Linked DNA regions of Mus musculus: region 1 is linked to region 2. Evidence: chromatin contacts called from public HiChIP or PLAC-seq data. All regions are on one chromosome and are shown on one strand. Each heading gives the region's core, a stretch centred on a gene start, on an enhancer-like site or on the middle of the called end of the contact. The rest is flanking DNA. Distances are from core to core; before and after follow the strand shown. Region 1 overlaps Hpse2 (heparanase 2). Region 2 overlaps Crtac1 (cartilage acidic protein 1).

Region 1 (4,067 bases), core at 1,251-3,750, 480 kb before region 2:
TGCAGATTATAGGATTATGAAATGATTTTTCTATTTTACAGTGACTTGACATCTTAAACCAAGATGTTTGCGGATCCACGGTTTTCACTGTTGCTTTCTGAGAGCCTCCCGTTTGTTCTTAGCTCCAGAGTGTACTTCCTTCCAGCTCACTTTCAACAGCTGCAGACTTTCTGCATAGCTGCCCATCATGGCTCGGGCCTGTCCCCTCACACTGACGTGGCAGGGATTTCTGTCCTTCCCGTAGGATGGTTTTTTCATGGTGTGGCCAACATGGCCCTGAATGGCTGGCTCGAAAACTAAGGGCAGGAAAGCTAAGTATGTAGGTGGTTCATGATAGACTGAGAAGAGCCAGCCCTCGTCTTCTTTGTGGTTTGGTGATGTAAATGTGTCACCTTTAGGAGGTGACAAGTTCTACTCCTGTTCATTCCTGCTGATGGGCTTGAGTCCTGAACCCATGTTTCTTGGAGTCAAGAGGTGGTCTATTCCACCTACAGAGCCTACAGCACAAACCTGTCTCCTGGCTGCCAAACACCAGCAACCACTGAAGACCACACCTTCCATGCTTCTGTTTACCTGAATGGCTGAGAGTTATGGCACATATTGCCCTTTGACATCTATAGAACATCTTATTCTTTTTCCTCAGAAGGTCATACAGAGTGCTGATGTGATACACAGAGCACTGTCAAAAGCCAATAAAATGGAGATATTTCTCTACTTGCTTTAATGGATTTCAAGAAGTATCCAGGGAGCCATGACCATAAAGTCATCAGCCTACTTCAAGTGTGGCTTATAGATTAACTTATACTTATATTTGGAAAAACTCTCCACACTACTTGCACTCTGCCATACAGGGAATTTTCTTGCCCCACACTGCCTCTACCTGCTTCACACAAGTAGGGCTGGGGAAAGATGCCTCGGTCTCCACAACGGATGCATTACCTCTGAGACAGAAAGGACTCTAAGAACAACACAGGAGCCTGGAAGCCGGAGGAAAGGAGAGAGCTCTGGCTTGGGATCTGGAAAAGTCTAAAGCCACTATGTTTACCCAGAAAGCCATGCTTCGAGGAAAGGCTTGTAGTATGGGAGGCCATTTGAGGCTGCAAGATAAGCTTACAGAGGTTTGGAAGTACACAAGTTCAAGGCTCATTTTGCCCTGGAGGTGGCAAATCTCACAAAGGACTAGAATATGGGACGCCTGTGGGGTGAGGAGAAAGGCCACAAAGATACACTAGCACTAGACCACAGAAACTGTTGAAATCCGGGCTAAATTTGATTTTCCTTCGATTTGTGTTTTTCTATATAATGTGTTTATTACAGTGTGTTTGGCCACACATTTGCATGCTCTAGTGACTTTTTTGGCTTGGTGGGCAAAGCCTAAGTCTGTTGTAATTAACTTTACATCACAGCGAACCATGCAGATATGAGTAATTCCCCTTAATTACCACTTGGTGACTGTGGCAACTGCTCTTTACAATGAGAATAAGACACAGTTAGCTGTGGAGTCATGGCGCTGTAGTTTCTGTTTCTGGTTTCAATTGTGTCCTGTGGTTTGAGTGTGATATGCCTATGACATGGAGCTTTGAGATGGTTGCAGGATTAAATTTTCTTTTAAAACTGCCCCCCAGATGAGTCTCTCACCAGGTGGAAGTCAGCAATATCAGTAAAAATCTAGGTTCCTTAGCTGGGTGCTCATCTTGTCTGCCATGTGTGCTAAGTTATTTTAAGGCATTGGATGCACATGGTGGAATCCGGTTGTGCAGATTTAGATGGGACACCATTCAAATCATGCCCCCCCCAATCTGCTACATACAGAAAAAGTCCATCTATATCCCTGGCACTGAACCTGTGAGCTTCCCCTGTGCCACGTGAAACAGTGCTAGTAGGCATTTGGAAAAGCTAGATCAAAGCCGTTCAGACCCTCGGTGTGCCCTTCATGGGCAGGATGCAGAGTTGGATGAGCTTCAAGCAGTAAAGCTTCACCCCAGAGGATTGAGGGGAACGGGACGGGACGTTTTCTTCCCAGTCTTTCCTGTCTCTTCTGGTCTCCTCTCTGTAGCAGCCCAGCCAGTCCCGTTCCTGAACTGCTGTGGGAGGAAAAAGCCAGACAGCTAAGTACGAACTACTGAGGATGAAGAAAGGAAGGGAGCCTAGGGAAGGAAGCGTTAGGTCGCAATTGAAAAAAAGATCATTGAGAAATAGGAGCGCTCCGAGGGGATCCAGAGCCTTGCCTGAATCAAAAGAATCATAAGAAAACTCATGAAGCCTTGGCCACCATCACCGATGCATCGGCATTACTCAGGGCCATGTGAAAGGAATTTCCTTTCCTCTGCCTCTCCTAGAGCAGAAGGGACGCAAACCCACGGTCCTGAAACCTGGCTGGGCCCCTCCGACTCTAACCTGGGCCTGACCTGGAGGAGGGCAGGGCAGCTGCACACACCAGTTTCCCAGCCCAGCTCAGGAAGCTGCACTAACAGGTGCGGCCGGGGGCGGCGGGGGACCCAGAACCCGGGAGAGCCTGGCGCCGGGGCCAGCGACTCCGCACCTGCGGCGGGATCCCCCTAGGCAATCCGGCTGGGAAGCTCTCACCGCCCAGGAACTGCATCCCTGCTTCGCGCTCTTCCTTAAAATTGGGCCCCACTCCAGACGGAGCCCCTGCCAAGGGGGCCACAGTGCAGTTTGGGTTTGGGTTTGATTGATACTAAGATTTGTTTCTTTGACACACTAAGCGCTAGGTACACCTCCCGGCCTTGGGGAGATGGGGTGAGGACAGCAGGGACTAGAGGACTAGTTCGGCTTCCTGGGAGCAACCCTGCAGTCTGACGCTCCCCTCGCTGTTGTATAGAACAAGAGTGCCCCCTAGTGGCCGAAAATTAGCGTCGGGCTAGGAGAGAGCAACTGTGCACATTAACACATAAAATTCTTATTTGTTCTGTCTCCTGACCCTACTCCTCTCTTGCTGTCAGTCGCATTATTTACAATCTAGAAGCCTACGGGAAGTGACCGGAAACCTATCTAGACCGACACGTTTAATGTCTGAAATCTAGACAGAATTCAGCTTCTGGACTTGCGGTCTGTTGTCCCCCCTTCTCAATTGTAGTTCTGACTTTAATGTTTCTTGTAATATAAGCTGTATCAGATGTGGATAGATAAGAGAATAAAGAACGTGATGGTCATCAGCCCTCCTATCAGGGGTGAGGACAAGCAGACAGAATTTTACAATCCAAGTCCAGGCCCAAGAAGTGCAAGGAATTATGGGACACTTTCGAGGGGCACTTGTACATGATATAAAGAACAAGCAAGACCATCAAGAAAAGAGTCAGGGGCTGGAGAGAGAATTCAGCAGTTAAGAACAGGTTCTGTTCTTGCAGAGGACCCAGTTTGATTCCCAGCACGCACGCTGAGTAGTTTCCAATCTCCTGTAGCCCTGGCTCCGGGGACTCCAATGCCCTCTTCTGGCCTCCATAGGGGCTGCATTAGTGTGTAAATATCACCCCCTCCATGCACGCAAAAATTGAAAATCAGTCTTTAAAGAAGACACAGCAGCATGTGGAGGAAGTTCCAGACAATGGAAACAGCAAAGACAGAAGAGCCCTGAGATTAGAAAAACTAACCAGAGAAGTTGCAGCACAGGGCGAAGGAAGTGGTAGACAGGGACTAGAAAGGGCGGAAGTTAGAATGAGCCTCTAAGGAGCTGGAGGTGTTGATAAAAGGGCGGGCTTCGGGGAATGCAGATGATGTTCTAGAAGCCAGTGAACGTTTAGACAGGTGAATGGCACGCTCAGATTTCTGTTTGTTCAGGATCATTCTAAATTAAATAGTGAACTTTGCCTTAGGCTAGCTGTTAGGTCTGGGCAGCCTGGCTGACAAACAGGACAAAGGAGACCTCAGGTTCATCCGATCTATCTGTTACTCCATCCTCTGGAGAAACCTAAACTCAGTGTCTAAGGTAGATCTGAGGTCTTTTTCATCTTCCCTTCAAGGCCCCCCAAAATGCCAGTCAAAACCAGACACCAGCTCCGGAGTGTGCTTCTGTTAAAAACAACCCCATAAAAGCATGCGCAGACACA
Region 2 (4,371 bases), core at 325-2,824:
TGACAGATCACAGGAGCTGAGATTTAAAGCTTTCTTTATTGCCCAACAGCAGATGAAATTATTTACTTACACATAAGCGGCCAGGAATTGAGCGCTAAGTCCCTAAGCTCCGGCTGGGTCCCGTCTCGGATAACTGAGCTCAAAGAATTGTGTTCTTGTTCCAAACCCTCTCCCGCACTTTTTATGGAAGGTGCGCTCCCCCCTCAACTTTCTGGATGGGGGACCTATTGTCAGAGAGAGCCTCTGACAGGAGCTCTTTCTAGGGAAGGCTGTTTTTCTAATTCCAGCAGGGCTGCTGACTAAACTCTGATAATCTGCCAATAGGCTGTTGATGGCAGAGCCATCCAGTTCCTGTTGTGAGTGCCAAAAATCAGGAAGCCAGGCCTGTGCATAACAACTTGGTCTCGTTCACACCCGCCTTGCAGTTGGGATGTAGAAATCCTCCCGTTAGCTAGCCTTCCCCGTACATCTGCTCCAAGTTATACCACGGACACGACCACAGCGTCGGCCAGCCTACACTCAAGGCTTGTGGAGCTGGAAAGTGGCAGGGGAGATGAAGTGGGCCCCTCCCTTCCTCCAGACACTGGGCTGGTAGTAGCAAATCTCCAAGTTGCATGCTGGAAAGGTTGCAGGAGTGAGCGGTGCCCTTACCCAGCCGACTTGCCACCTCCATGAGAGACAGAGATTGATGCTGGCCTATCTGACAAAGTTTTTGGGGACAAATGACTAGACAATAAAATAGTTTGCATGGCTCAAGCCCCATCAATGTGCCTGAGAGCCCTGGGCATAAACGTGCGGCGGAGAGGCTGAGTGTCAGTCATAAACCATGTTTCCCTGGGAAGAAGAATAAACATGAGGCGCTTCAGCCCAGATTGGTACAGTCAATTTTTCTGAGTAAGCTCCCAGTTCTGTGTACTGGGCTGGCTTGGCAATTAAGTGCCTTGATCTTGCAGGAGAGGGAGGGGTATGGGCTGGGGGATGAAACACTTGAAAATGATGAGATGGAAGGGAGGCAAGGACGGGGAGAGTGCATTACACGCAGAATGGAAGAATTCAGGAGGCTGGAGCATGAAGGGGGCATTGTTCACGCTGGCTGGGCTGGCACAGAACCCAGGAGGGATAGGAGGGGCGCAAGCAAAGACAGCTGAGGAGCAGAGATGCGATGGGAGCCCCAGCCAACTGTGCTGGCCGTGCTGGAAGGATAGGGCAACCCAAGGCGGGGGCAGCAGCTTCTGTGGAGGGATGGAGGAGGCCGGGGCAGCTGGCATACCCAGAGGACACATAAGAGCAGTTCTGCAGACTTCCAGAAGCTATTTGGCTGGCAAGAACCAATTTGGCCTACCAAGTTACTGTTCTGTCTGCCTGCCTTCCCCAGCCCCCCAACATTATCCTGCAACCCCCACTTGTCACTCGGTTAATGACACATGGACATCTGGCTGGGAAATGACCCCAGAGTGCTCCCTTGAGCCCTAGGAATGAACCCCAAATGTAAGGGCCACTATGCTGAGCCCAGCCCAATGGCCAAGACTCTGGGCAGGTGGCCAGCGCTCATTGCCAGAATAGTGCAAGGAAGGGGTCTGGGAAGCCAGGAGGGACAAGCAAGGCCTAAGCAGGCTGGGAGGGAGAAGCAAGCAGTGGCCAGATGTGCTTCAGGGAACTGAGGCTTCTGCAGCCAAGCCACAGAGCTCCCATTTTTTTTTTGAGGGCAGCCACCAGGACTGGGTGGGAGGACCTCCCATTTGCCAAGGGATCAGACTAGGTCCAAAGAGCAGAAAGGACTTGTACAAGGTCACTTAGGAGACTTGGAGAAAGCCAGCACTTGGGGCCTTATGTCCTGATGCTTAAACCAGCCATAACCAGCTGACCTTTCTGATGACCTCCAACTAGAGCAAGCTGCTCCCAGCTGGTAAAGGGAAGGCCCCTTACCCTCTGGGTATGAATTGGCAGACAGGCCCTGAACTGTGTATGCAGGTTGTCAGGCCAAAGCAGCTGTCTGGCCTGGGGTGCTCAGGACAGCAGGCTGCAGTGGTGGGGGGCTGGAGAGCAATGGCACGCAAACCACACACAAGTTGTTAGTTGTGCAGGAGGGGGGAAGGGAGATCTCTCCAGACACTATTGATTCTGGCATCCACTACCACTCTGCTGGGTCACAGTGCCATCTAGTGGCTGAAATGCCTGCTCTCAGGGGACTGAGCCCCTGGAGGGTGTCTGAACCTGAGCTGCTAGTACCCACAGTGGCAGTAGAGAGCCTGCTGTCCCTTGCTGTGGCTCCCTAACCACTCCAAGGTCTCTTCAACTATCAGAGACCACTTGGAGCCAGGAAAGGCTGGGAGCTGAGATGTGTGGGAACCCTGAGAAGTGGTGTCCGTCCCACAGAGGGTTTGGCATAGGAGAGAGCAGCAGTCCTGTGGTATCTCACCAGGCACCTTGACCCAGCCAACTAGCAGAGTGGCTAAAGGGAGCAGGCTTACGCCGGCCTGGACAGCCATAGAAGACAATGACCTCTCCCCACACAAATTCTACCTTCACAGTGTTTTGGAGAAGGAAATAACATGGGGATGCCTAGTCCATAGCCTGGGCCTATGGCTCTGACACAGTGGCACCAGGCTTCTCTGCTGGGCATCTCCTGGGGCCTTGAGCTAGCTCAAGGATGGAGCTGAGAGAGCCAGCCCATCTGTCATGGAGGCATGAAGTCTGTGTCTTCCCGTCTAGGCACTATGCAGGCGGGCATCTTTATCCCCTCCCCAAATGGAGTGCAGCTTTCTGTCACCGTCATCCTTCTTCCCTCTGCACATGGCCTCCTTCTCCCAGGCCCTACCCTTTTCCCAGGACCTCTGCACTCAGGCCACACCCCCTTTGAGGGAGCATCTGCCCAGGCTGCAAGGTGGTGATTAAAGAAGCCTTTAAGGAAATTTGGAAAGAAAATGGAGGTGGATTTATGATGTTGGGTGGAGAGTTCTGCTGTTGGCTGGGAGCAGTGTGGAACAAAGCGGAGGGCAGATCTGATTTATAGGAAGTCATTATTGGAGGAGACGGAGAGGCCCAAAGCCCAGCTGAGCCCTTCTGGCAGATCCCCATCAGCAGCAATGACTGGTGTCTGCCGGGTGGGGGCTGAGGAGCCTCTCAGGTTTCCAGGTGGGTGTCAGCCATCTAGATAGCTGTAGCTCAGCCAGCACTAGCAGCCAGGACCAGACAAGGCTAGAGAGACAGGTACCTCAGCCAGGTCCAGAAACCCCAGGAGGGTCCCCAGAGGGGTTCCCAAAGTCCAGGATACACAGGAGCCATTTCCAGGGAGTGTCGGGTGCAGTGTACGATTGTCACAGGGTTCTGTCCTGGTTCTGAAGTGCATAGATGTTAGATAGACTCACACTTTACTTTTCACACACATTTCCCCCAGTGATCTCAAGAGACTGTAAAGAAAGGACACTAGTGGCTCTATCACAAGGTGCCAGTACGGTCCCCTCCCTGTTGAGAGGAGACCCGAGTCGATGTGTTAGAGAGGCAAGCAGTGGGAACAGCGTGAACGTTTGAGCTGAGACCCTATCACCTGCCAATTGTGATTGCTGCCGTGTAAGCCTCAGTTTCTTCACCTGGAAAATAGAGGGAACGGGAGGGTACCGAAGACGTATTTGACAAAATAAACAACACTTTCATTACACTGGACAAGTGCGTTCAGGAGTTCTATTGTACACTACAGTGACCGCAGTTAATAACAATCTATTATATTCTTGCGCCATGCCAAGAAGATAGATTCTAAGTGTTCGAGAAATTTAAATAATAAATATGTGAGATCATGCATATGCTAATTAGCCCATTCTAGCCATTTCATAGCATATGCGTTCCCCAAAACCATGTTGCATGTGATAAACATATGCAATTTGTTATTTCTCGGCTAAGAAGGCGGTGGTGACGAGACACACCTCTGGGTGTCGGGACACTTAATGTGAGATGTCTGCACCCTTGCCCAGCGCACAGAACAGAATCACCAGACTCTTTCTTCCAGTCATTTGACTGCTCTGGCCTCACACAGCTTCTGCTTGCCTCCTTGATGCAGGGTGGGTGGATCCAGGAGGAAGGGCCCTTCTTCCTACAGCCTCTGGTGGCAAATTGGAAACCTTCTAGGAAAAGGGATTGGAGAGGCCTGAGCTGATCAGGAGTGTCCTTGTCTCACAGTATCGGCACCCACGTAGTCTCACGGTCCAGCCTTGCCGACATCAGCAGGCTTGCCCACCACCAACACAGCATCAGCACCTCAATTTGGAATTCTGCAGGAAACAAATGTAGAGAGGGAGGCCCTGTTAACACCTTACCCGTTGCCCCTTCTCCATCTACCTCATCTCTTTACCTCATGCATTTTCCAGCATCTTAGAT

The links. HiChIP or PLAC-seq counts read pairs in DNA pulled down with a chosen protein or histone mark.
Region 1: an H3K27ac HiChIP or PLAC-seq map of differentiating embryonic stem cells shows a contact between it and region 2, with 14 times the contacts expected there. The contact joins two enhancer-like sites. A contact is called at or near these places in 4 of 39 promoter capture datasets (the C10 cell line, cranial neural crest, embryonic stem cells and 1 more), 1 of 15 datasets of contacts at CTCF or cohesin (embryonic stem cells), 5 of 484 Hi-C or Micro-C datasets (the BV-2 cell line, cortical neurons, cranial neural crest and 1 more), 2 of 115 datasets of contacts at active chromatin or transcription factors (differentiating embryonic stem cells and forebrain) and 1 of 9 other capture datasets (embryonic stem cells).

Annotation. Positions count from the first base shown.
Region 1 is chr19:42,793,869-42,797,935 of GRCm38.p6, reverse strand. The region is part of intron 11 of Hpse2 (heparanase 2); the gene reads left to right. Among named protein-coding and RNA genes, the nearest start is that of Hps1, 16 kb to the right of the region's middle. Within about 2 kb of position 2,500, at least 57 of the 459 cell types and tissues checked have an H3K27ac peak or open chromatin away from gene starts, as enhancers often do. A contact at or near this core is called in differentiating embryonic stem cells, where this site is marked.
Region 2 is chr19:42,313,909-42,318,279 of GRCm38.p6, reverse strand. All of the region lies in intron 5 of Crtac1 (cartilage acidic protein 1), which reads left to right. Gm34347 (a long non-coding RNA gene) reads right to left here. Exons shown (of 3, transcript XR_386718.4): 3 at 3,654-4,265. Among named protein-coding and RNA genes, the nearest start is that of Mir3085, 36 kb to the right of the region's middle. Within about 2 kb of position 1,574, at least 64 of the 459 cell types and tissues checked have an H3K27ac peak or open chromatin away from gene starts, as enhancers often do. A contact at or near this core is called in differentiating embryonic stem cells, where this site is marked.